Linked DNA regions of Capra hircus: region 1 is linked to region 2. The links are chromatin contacts, called in public Hi-C maps. All regions are on one chromosome and are shown on one strand. The core of a region is the stretch at or near the end of the contact, and the rest is flanking DNA. Distances in the headings are between cores, read along the strand shown.

Region 1 (4,706 bases), core at 427-2,926, 330 kb after region 2:
ACCAGGATCGGGTTCAATTTCTGTCCCTGTAAAGCAGAGCCTGGGGCAACAGCCTCACTCTGACACATTCCCCAGAAATACACCTGTAGGACACAGCAGTGAGGCAGGGGGTGTCGAGGCTGGGCAGGGGGCACAGGCCTCCTGGGACTTCTTTGGGACCCTCTCCCTCTGATGCGAGCTCACCCAGGACACGCCCAGGTGGTACCATCTGGATCCCAGATGCACCCGGGCGTGGGGCCCCCGCCACCAGGTGGCGCTGGAGCTCCGGGAAAAGATGTGCCAGGGATCTTCCCTAGGTCAGCGGCCACGGGGCCCCGGGCTCCATTCCAGACACCCATCCCGGGCCTGGGCGGGAGTTCAGCCTCGGTTGCCTTCATCCCATCTGCCCAGCAGCTGTGGTCAGGAGGGGCGGGGGATGGGCCCCCTCTGTGAGCGTCTGACCGGGATTCCCGGGCTCTGCCAGGCTAGGTTTAGGGAGCTGGCGGTTAAGCTGTTGGCGGCTTGGAGTCTGTGCTGGTCTCAGTGTTCACACGGCAGACCTCGGGATACTGCACGGCAGCAGGGTTGTGGGTTGTTTCCATCTCGCCTTGCAGGTTCACAGCACACTCCTGCCTTACTGCTCAGGTTAAATTAGGAAGGATGGTTCTGGAACTGCCTGTCAAGACTGCAGGCCCTGTCTTGGGTCCACCCCAGTCCCTGGTGCAAACTCTGCACCAGGGGCAGGGCCTGGCCTCTGGGTTCTGACCAGCAATGAGACTTCCAGGGGCCACTGGGCCAGCCTTTCCATCGCGTGACCAGCGGCTCAGAGACGTGGAACCCTTGCCATCAACCCCCGTCCCCAAGACCCCTTCCCAGGCCATCACCTTCCCAACCGACACAGAGCCTCTGCATTAGCAGTGAACAAAGCCCCCTCTTACTGATCTTCTCTGAGGATGGCCACATGACCTAGTGTGCTCCTGGTTGGGAACGTGAAGGCTGATTATTCGGGGGTGTGTGGGGGGTGGTGTTGTGAGACCTTCAGTGGATGAATCACTTCTTCGAAAAGGTCTCCAGGGAGATGGACATCTTGAAATCCATCTTTGTACAGATGGTCATGACCTGCTCACTGCCGAGAGTGTGGCAACCCCAGGGCTCACAACCCAAAACCCAGACCTCTGAGACCTGAACCTCCTCGTGGAGTGCCTAGACATTACGTGGAGAGCCAAGTTTCTGGGGCAGGGTCCCAGGTTTGGGGTTTTCTAAGAAATGAACAAGCTCCCAGAGCTCGTCAGCGCTGCAGTGTGGGGACCGCACTTGAGTCACATGGATCTTGGCTATGCTGTCACCTAGAGAGTCCTTGTGAAGCAGTCGGAGTTCTGACCACTTTACGATGACAGGATTACCACTCTTGGTGCATTTATTTCCTGCACCTGCTCCCTTTCCTCCAGGTGCATCTCACCTCAGACCCCTCCCCCCCCCCGCCCCCCCGGCCGTTGCCTAAGCTGCACAAGATGCTTCAAAACTTAGCAGCTTGAGCAACAGTAAAAATTTGAACCTGGGCTCAGCTGGGCAGTCCTTCCCTCCAACTAACATACACTTGGGCTGTGGGGCTTCGGCCAGACCAGCTGACCCAGCCGAGAGCTGACGGCACAGAGCTCTTTCCGTGTGACCTTCCACGGGGCAGCTTGGGCTTCCTGACAGCAGGTGACCTCAGGCCACTGGCCTTGGCACATGGCAGCTGGCTTCCACAAAGTGTCCCAGGAACACAGACCCCAACACAATGGCACTTAGCAAGCTCACAGTTGTTAATACCTCACCCTGAACAACCACATGGCCAACCTCCAGATCAACAGGGAGTAAGGTCACCATGGGGCCATAGACACAGCAGACTGCCACAGTCTCTGACTTTTTCACTTGTGTTCATTGTCTCCAGACCAATTCCCTTGGAGAGTATCTCACCAAACAGCTCCTTTAGGGGAGTCTTGCTGTTTTTCGTTATTCAGTTGCCAAGTCATGTCCGACTCTTTGCAACCCGTGTCCGACTCTTTGCAACCCCGTGTCCGACTCTTTGCAACCCCATGGACTGCAGCACAATAAGCTTCCCTGCCCCTCGCCATCTCCTGGAATTTGCCCAAGTTCATGACCATTGAATTGGCAATGCCATCCAACCGGGGAGTCTTGGATCTTAGAAATTATTATCAGAGACCCAAATTCAGCTCGAACACTTTAAACAGTTCATTAGAAGTTCAGAAACCCTCATTGTTATGCAAGATCTGCTTGCTTAAGTCATTACATTGAAAATGAATTAATTCTTTTTGTCATACTTTTAATGGAGGATAGATTTAATTCTGTGTATAATATGACAAATTTCTGCTAAAGAGTGACAGCTGTGGGCATTCATCACCATTCTCATTTCAGAAACCATTCTGCCAACCCAGTTTTATCATTTCACTGTGAAGGGATGGGTTAGAACTGCTACTGGCCAAGAGACCTTGGCCACAGGCCCGGAGTGTTACCAACGCCAACAGAGTACTTGGCCAGTGAGACACATGGGGTCATTACAGGAGACCAACTTCCACACTCCATTCAGGACACTCTGCACCCTCAGCTGACGTCCCAAGCTCCCCTGATGCTTGTATCTGAGGGTGTTTATCAGAAAATGGTATGGAGAGACCTCTTTGGCATTTTTCCATGGAACATCCCCCCCTGCTTTTTTTTTTGCATTAGTAAATGATAAGAAGTGGTAAAAATCAGCCAGCTGGATCAAAAGGATGTGCAGTGGAAATCACTTTCTTCCCACCTGCACACGTGAGTGCCCCGGCTCAATATGCCAGGGTTGCTCCCTGGGTACCCAGAGAACAATGGTGCCCAGTGTGCCCGTGTACTCAGGTCACAGGCGCGGCCGCACACACCACATGTGGGCGTTCACCAGTGTGCTGTGTTACTGCAGCTCACAGGGCACCTTGGAGATGTTTCCTGGACACGGTCACCCCTCTCACAGGCCCTCTTGAAGGTCATCTGAAGGACCGCTCAGCTTCGCACGTGTCCACTGACCCTTCAGTTTCCTGAGTCTTTTGGCATCAGTCATCTAATCCACAGAGTGAAGCAAAGTATCCTTTTCCATTTGAATCTGACTGTTTTTTCTGCATCTGTGATTTCTTACACTTTCTCATCTTGAATTGTCCCTTGAGGCTGAGTTTACCGAGCATCTGTACGTGTGCATATGTGTGGGTGGGAGACTCAGAGTTTGTGAGTGCCACACACGTGTATCTTCAACTTAAGATTATTTTTCACTTCTCATTTTCTGTTTTCAGATTCACCAGTTCCTGCTTTTATTGTTCTTAATTTCCTGTCTTGCTTAGTGTTTTTTTTCCCTCTTTGCCTAAAATGAATGCTCACTCTGTTTATTTTTCTTCAAACTTGTCAACAATTCACCAGGAAAGCCATCTGGTTCTGGGGTTTGTGTGTGTGTGTGAAGCATTTCTATTACCAGTCCAATCTCCAGTTATAAATTTATTGATCTTCTGTCTCTTCTTGAGTCAGCTGTGGCTGTCTGTGTCTTTCTAGGAATGTGTCCATTTCCTATAAATCACCTAATGTGTTGCCACACAGTTATTCACAGTGTCCCCTTACAGTCCTTTTTACTCTCTGTGGCACGTAACAATGTCCCTCTTCATTCCTGATCTAGTATATGAATCTCTCTTCATTTCTTGATCAGTCCAGCTACAGGGGATTGTCAATTTTGTTCTTCTTTACAAAGAACTGATTTGAGGGTTTGTGCGTCATTTTCTCTATTGTTTTCCCATCCTCTATTTCATGTGATTCCGTCTGCTTTATTTACTTCCTACTCTGGCTCTGCTTATTCTAGTTTCTTAAGATGAATGGTGAGGTTATTGACTTCAGATATTTCTTTTTTAAAGTAAGCATTTACGGGTATAATTTTCGTTCTGACACTACTTTCAGCGTATCCATAAATTCTGGTATGTTGCGTTTTCACTTCCATTCATCTCAAAATATTTGCCAGTTCCTTGTGGTTCTTTTTGAGCTATTGATTATTTAGAAGTATACTGTTTATTTTCCACATTTTTGTGAAATTCTTAAATTTCCTTCTCGTATCGATTCCTAATTTCATTCTATTGTGATCAGAGAACATACTTTGTATGACTTTACTCCTTTTAAACGCACAAAGACTTGTTTTGTGGCCTGATAAATTGTCTCTTCTGGGGAATGTGCTTGGAAAGGATGCGTCTTCTACGATTGTTGGGTAGGGTGTTGTATAGACAGTTGTGAGGATTCATTGTTTCATGATGTTGGAAGTCTATTTGCTAATGTCTGTACAGCTACTGAGGTCTCCAGCTATTATTTTGAATTGCTTATTTCTTCTTTAAATCTGCCTGTTTGGCTTCACATATCTGGGACTCTGTTGTTATCATTGCTATGTCATTTTGATGGATTTTCTATTTCATTATAAAATTACTTAATTTTCTCTAGCAATAATTGTTGCCATAAACTCTTTTTTGTCTGCTCTTGGTACATTTACTCCAGCTCTCTTTGGGTGGCTGTTTCCAGGGAATCTCTTTTCTCATCCTTTCCCATTCAATCAGTTTGTGTCTTGAAATCTCCAGTGTGTCTTTTCTTAGTTATCATATCACTGGATCATGGTTTTTGTCTTGTTCTTCCTATCTCAGCCTTTTAATTAGAACGTTTGGCCCATTTACAAATCTGCC
Region 2 (4,575 bases), core at 633-3,132:
CCTCTTTACCTGGCCGATGTGCTGTCACAAAGCAATGTTGGGGCTTGCCTTGTTTCGGAGGGAGTAGTCCCTGGCAGTCACTTGCTGTGCTTTGCACACACCATTAGGATCACTTTCTCCAGGATCCAAGAAGATAAGGACATCAGTCAGGAAGCATTTAAAGCTCTGTTTCCAGCCTTTAATGTAACCATCCTGATTACTTATTGTGGAATGTGAGTTGTTATGGGGGCCAGGAAAAGAAAGGCTCATAGATGAGGCAATGTAGAATGTGGGCTGAATCACGTATTAGTGTTTTGCACAGCAAAGGCCTCACATCTCAGGGTTTCCGTCATGGCTCAGTGGTAAAGAATCCACCTACAATGCAGGAGACATCGGTTTGATCCCTGGGTTGGTAAGATCCCCTGGAGGAGGGCACGGCAACCCACTCTGGTATTCTTGCCTAGAGAATCCCATGGACAGAGAAGCCTGGTGGGCTACAGTTCACGGGGTCACAAAAAACTGGACAGGACTGAAGCGACTTAGCATGTACACAACCTCACAGCTCAGGGGTTTACAGCCACACGCTTCCTTGCAGGCTCTTGCGTTCGCAGCCTGAGGGGCTCGTGTTTTCATGGTGTGGCTGAGCACAGGGGGCAGGAGCTGTTGGGTTCAGCCTCTTCTTATTGGGGCTTTGAGTCAGGCAGGAGGACCAGTCACATCACACATGCACCTGTCTCAGCCGCTCACATTCAGTTGGCCCAAAGGCAATGGCGTGGGGCTTATGTCTGCATTGTCTAGAGGGAGGGGCTTACTCTGGGCAGAGGGCGTGGATGTGTATTTCAGCCAGGGAGGCAACTGTCCATTAATCCTACTCACCCCCACTGCATCCTGGAGAAAGCCTTTCCCTAGAATGGGTGTGTCAGTGCACGCATGTTCCCAAGAAGCTATGACCTCACAGAAGCTGAAAGTCTATTAATATTAACAGGCTGTTTTCCTCCCCACCCCCCTCTCTGCCTGACCCCAGCGGGTCTGGGAAGTCACAGCTCCTAAATGGGCCTCTCCAAGGTGGCAACTTCTCTACCCAGGGCCCCAGCTTCCTTCTCTCAAAAATGGAGAGACTAAAGGGCATGGTCTAGGAAAGTCCCTGCAACCCTCAATTTTGTGATTCATTAATTACCAAGTTCTTCACCTAGCTTCCTGCTCTGCCCCCAGTCGACCCTGGGCCATGAAGCCCTGTGCTCTCGAAGTCAGCCACATCCCGGGAGAGTGTGGGTGTGAGTCTTGTGGCAAAAACCCAGGAGGACACAGAAGAACAGAGATGGGAAACAGCAAGCCCATCTCCATCCCCTGGCAGAGGGAGGTGCAGGATGGGGTAAGGCAGAAGCTGAGGACCCTCCCCTTCTCAGTCCCCTGCCCTGAACCTTCTCTGCTGTCACAGCCTTGCCCCCACCAGCCCAACCCCCAGCTCCACGGAGACCAGCATGGGTTTGGAAGCTGGCAGGACTTATCCCTCATCCCTAGCTGGTCCCAACCTTCTTCAGGCGGTGGCTTAGAAGCTGTGTATTTACCAAGGCGTTGGTTACAGGAACCGTGGCATGGAGGGAGTCTGGGGGCACTCAGGGCTTCATAGAGGGCGGCCAGGGAGGGTGGCCCTTCAGGGCTCAGAGAGAGGGAAGGTGCCTGGGGGGCACGCGGGAGGGGTGAGGCAACCCCACCCACAGTGACGAGGATGATCTGCCGAGACGCCAGAAAGAGGACCCTCCTTCTCCGGGAGCACCTCAGCGCAGGCTCAGGGCCTCGGCCACCTACCCCGTGAGTCCCGCGGACCCCTGAGCTGGCCGAGTCTGAGGTTCAGATCGCATCCGCTCCTGGACCACAGTGACCACTAGAGGGGGCCCTTCACCCGCCGATAGTCATCCTTCCCCTTCTGCTTCTTATTCCAGCGTCACCGCATGCAGAACACTCTGAGGGTGTCTCCAGGGTGACTGAGGGTCCGACCTGGGGGAGAGCTTTGCAAGCTGATTCCCCCCCTGCCGCCCCGACCCCCCAAGATTGCTGCCTTGGCTTCTGGAGACCCGCCTCCTGGGTTCTGCGCTCGCTGAGCCACCAGGATCTGGAAAGGTTGGTGGATTGTACTGAGCAGAGCAATTGCCAGTAGGGGGCAGCAGGCCCCCATCGTCCTGCTCTGCGGCCCGTGCAGACGTCTGCAGGGCAACCACCCAGGACAGACCAGGGGTCCAGGGACCTCACGGGAGCAGGCCATGGTGAGTAAGTTGTCCTTCAAGTTTGGGTCCACATGGTCCACCAGCCAGAGTTGTGTGTCCTCTCTGTAGCCCTCCAGCCCTTCTGAGTCACTAGGGCGTTCCCCATCCTCCTCGTGGGTCATTTCTACTTGTACATGTATTTCTGCCTCATCTGGCCATGGGCTCCTGGAGAGCAGGCATTGAGTCTCCTTCCCTATGCAATTTGAATCTCAGAGGCCACTGAAATCATCACAAACAGAAAATAGCTGCTACTCTTACCACCACCACCCACCAACAGGGATCATGACGCTCAGCAATTCCCTTTAGCCTCACAAAAGCCATTCAGTAGGTAGTGGGACTCTCTCCACCTTACGGATGAGGAAACCGAGGCACAGAGAGGTCAGAAGAGTATCTCAGGGTCACGCAGCTTGTGAATGGCAGAACCGGTATTTTTAGCCCATGGGTTCTGGATCCAAGGGGCTTCCCTTGTGGCTCAGTTGGTAAAGAATCCACCTGCAATGTGGGAGACCTGGGTTAGATCCCTGGGTTGGGAAGATGCCCTGGAGAAGGGAAAGGCTACCCACTCCAGTGTTCTGACCTGGAGAGGTCCATAGACTATATAGTCCATGGGGTTGCAAAGAGTCAGACGCAACTGGGTAACTGTCACTTTTATGAATCCAAGTCCATGCTCGTGCTCTGAAGGGAGCTGTCTGCAGTCTCGAAGTCCTTTGGGTGTTTGACAGATTCTGGGCTTCCCACAGCGCACTAGTGGTAAAGAACCCTCCTGCCACTGCAGAAGACATAAGAGACATGGGTTCAATCCCTGGGTCAGGAAGATCCCCTGGAGGAGGGCATGGCAACCCACTCCAGTATTCTTGCTTGGAGAATCCCATGGACAGAGGAGCCTGGCGGGCTACAGTTCACAGGGTCGCAAAGAGTCAGACAGGGCTGAAGCCACTGAGCTCACATGCACACATGGGCCATAGCTAAGCTGCTTCCGAGCTGCAGCTCAGTGGGTGCTTCCCTTTGCAACTCCAGGGTGATAGACCCTCCCATGAATGTGTCTGGGCCCAGACCCTCCTTCTGCTGGGAGCTCCCTTCCCCTTAAGCTGCCTCACTGATGTCTCCCCACCTTTGGTGATTCAGCAGTTTTCCTTTTTTCGTAAAGGCGACCATCCAGGTTGGGCTGCCAAGAAGCAGATGAGTAACAGTAGGTGGTTTCTGGTGGGGGGCAACCTCAGGAAAGATTGAAGTCAGGAGGAGAAGGGGGTGACAGAGGATGAGATGGTTGGATGGCATCACAGACTCTATGAACATGAATTTGAGTAAACCCCAGAAGATAGTAAAGGACAGGGAGGCCTGGTGTGCTGCAGTCCATGGGGTCATGGAGAGTCAGATATGATTTAGCAACTGAACAACAACCCCAGGAAACATTTTTTGGGAGGGTGGGGAAGCGTCAGGGAAGAGGAGAGTGTGGACTGTCAGGAATTTCTGGGAGATGGTGCTGAGGGGGTCCCTCTGGGGTGTTAGTCTCCTGGTTAATCTCCTGGACACCAGCAGAGGCGAAGTATAGAGGAGGCTGGCAGCTGGGAGGTACGCAGGAGGCGCTAAGGCAGGAAGACCAAGGGTGAGTGGGCAGCGTCTGCCACCGCTGCATGGCACCCGTCCTTCCCCTACCTTCTGCGTGGGTTTAGTGCCCCCTGCCTGCTTGCCAGCACCCATCTTATCTCTGATTTCCATTTGCTCACTCAGCACCCATCTTCCATCAAGGCCAAAGGCTCGCGGAGGGCTGAAGACTCTTCTCCTTGATTAATATCTCCACCACTCGATCGTGTATCTAGTACAGACCTGTTATGACAGGCATGAAACATCCAGAAACTCAGAAACTGTAATTTATGGAGGAATGTGCTTGAATAATTAAAAGAGAGAAATGCTTTATAGAAGCTGCAGGAACAAAAAGCAAAATTGCTTTGTGCAATTTAAAAAATCACCCAGAAAAATTAAAATGCGTAACAGGGAAGTGGAGGCGAAAGAAAAGGTAATGAGCAGACTGAAGGCCCAGAAGGAAAATAAGGTAAAAAATGAAAATGAATCACAGGTGGTGGGACACTTGTTCTCTTTCTGGATAAACAAGGATTCAGGCCAGAGCTCAATGCAGCAAAAGGCTGGCCCCCCAGCTCATCGCCGGGTGGTGCTTGGACAGGCGGCCCTGTGGTCCTCCCGGTGAGCTTGGCTGAGCTGGAAGGAAAATGTGAGTTGTCATCTGGATGCTCTGTCCACCCTCGATCATCACACAAATGGGGTAGCATGCTTTTCTTTCTATTTAAGGAATTTTTAGAATCCTGAATAGCAT

Evidence for each region. Hi-C and Micro-C count contacts between places; a contact is called where the count stands out from the background.
Region 1: a Hi-C map of blood shows a contact between it and region 2, with 2.8 times the contacts expected there. The contact joins two enhancer-like sites. A contact is called at or near these places in 2 of 5 Hi-C or Micro-C datasets (both in blood).

What each region holds. Positions count from the first base shown.
Region 1 is chr13:41,892,150-41,896,855 of ARS1.2, forward strand. No RefSeq gene overlaps it. Among named protein-coding and RNA genes, the nearest start is that of CST7, 38 kb to the right of the region's middle. Within about 2 kb of position 1,677, at least 3 of the 5 cell types and tissues checked have an H3K27ac peak or open chromatin away from gene starts, as enhancers often do.
Region 2 is chr13:41,565,854-41,570,428 of ARS1.2, forward strand. No RefSeq gene overlaps it. Among named protein-coding and RNA genes, the nearest start is that of CST11, 120 kb to the left of the region's middle. Within about 2 kb of position 1,883, at least 2 of the 5 cell types and tissues checked have an H3K27ac peak or open chromatin away from gene starts, as enhancers often do.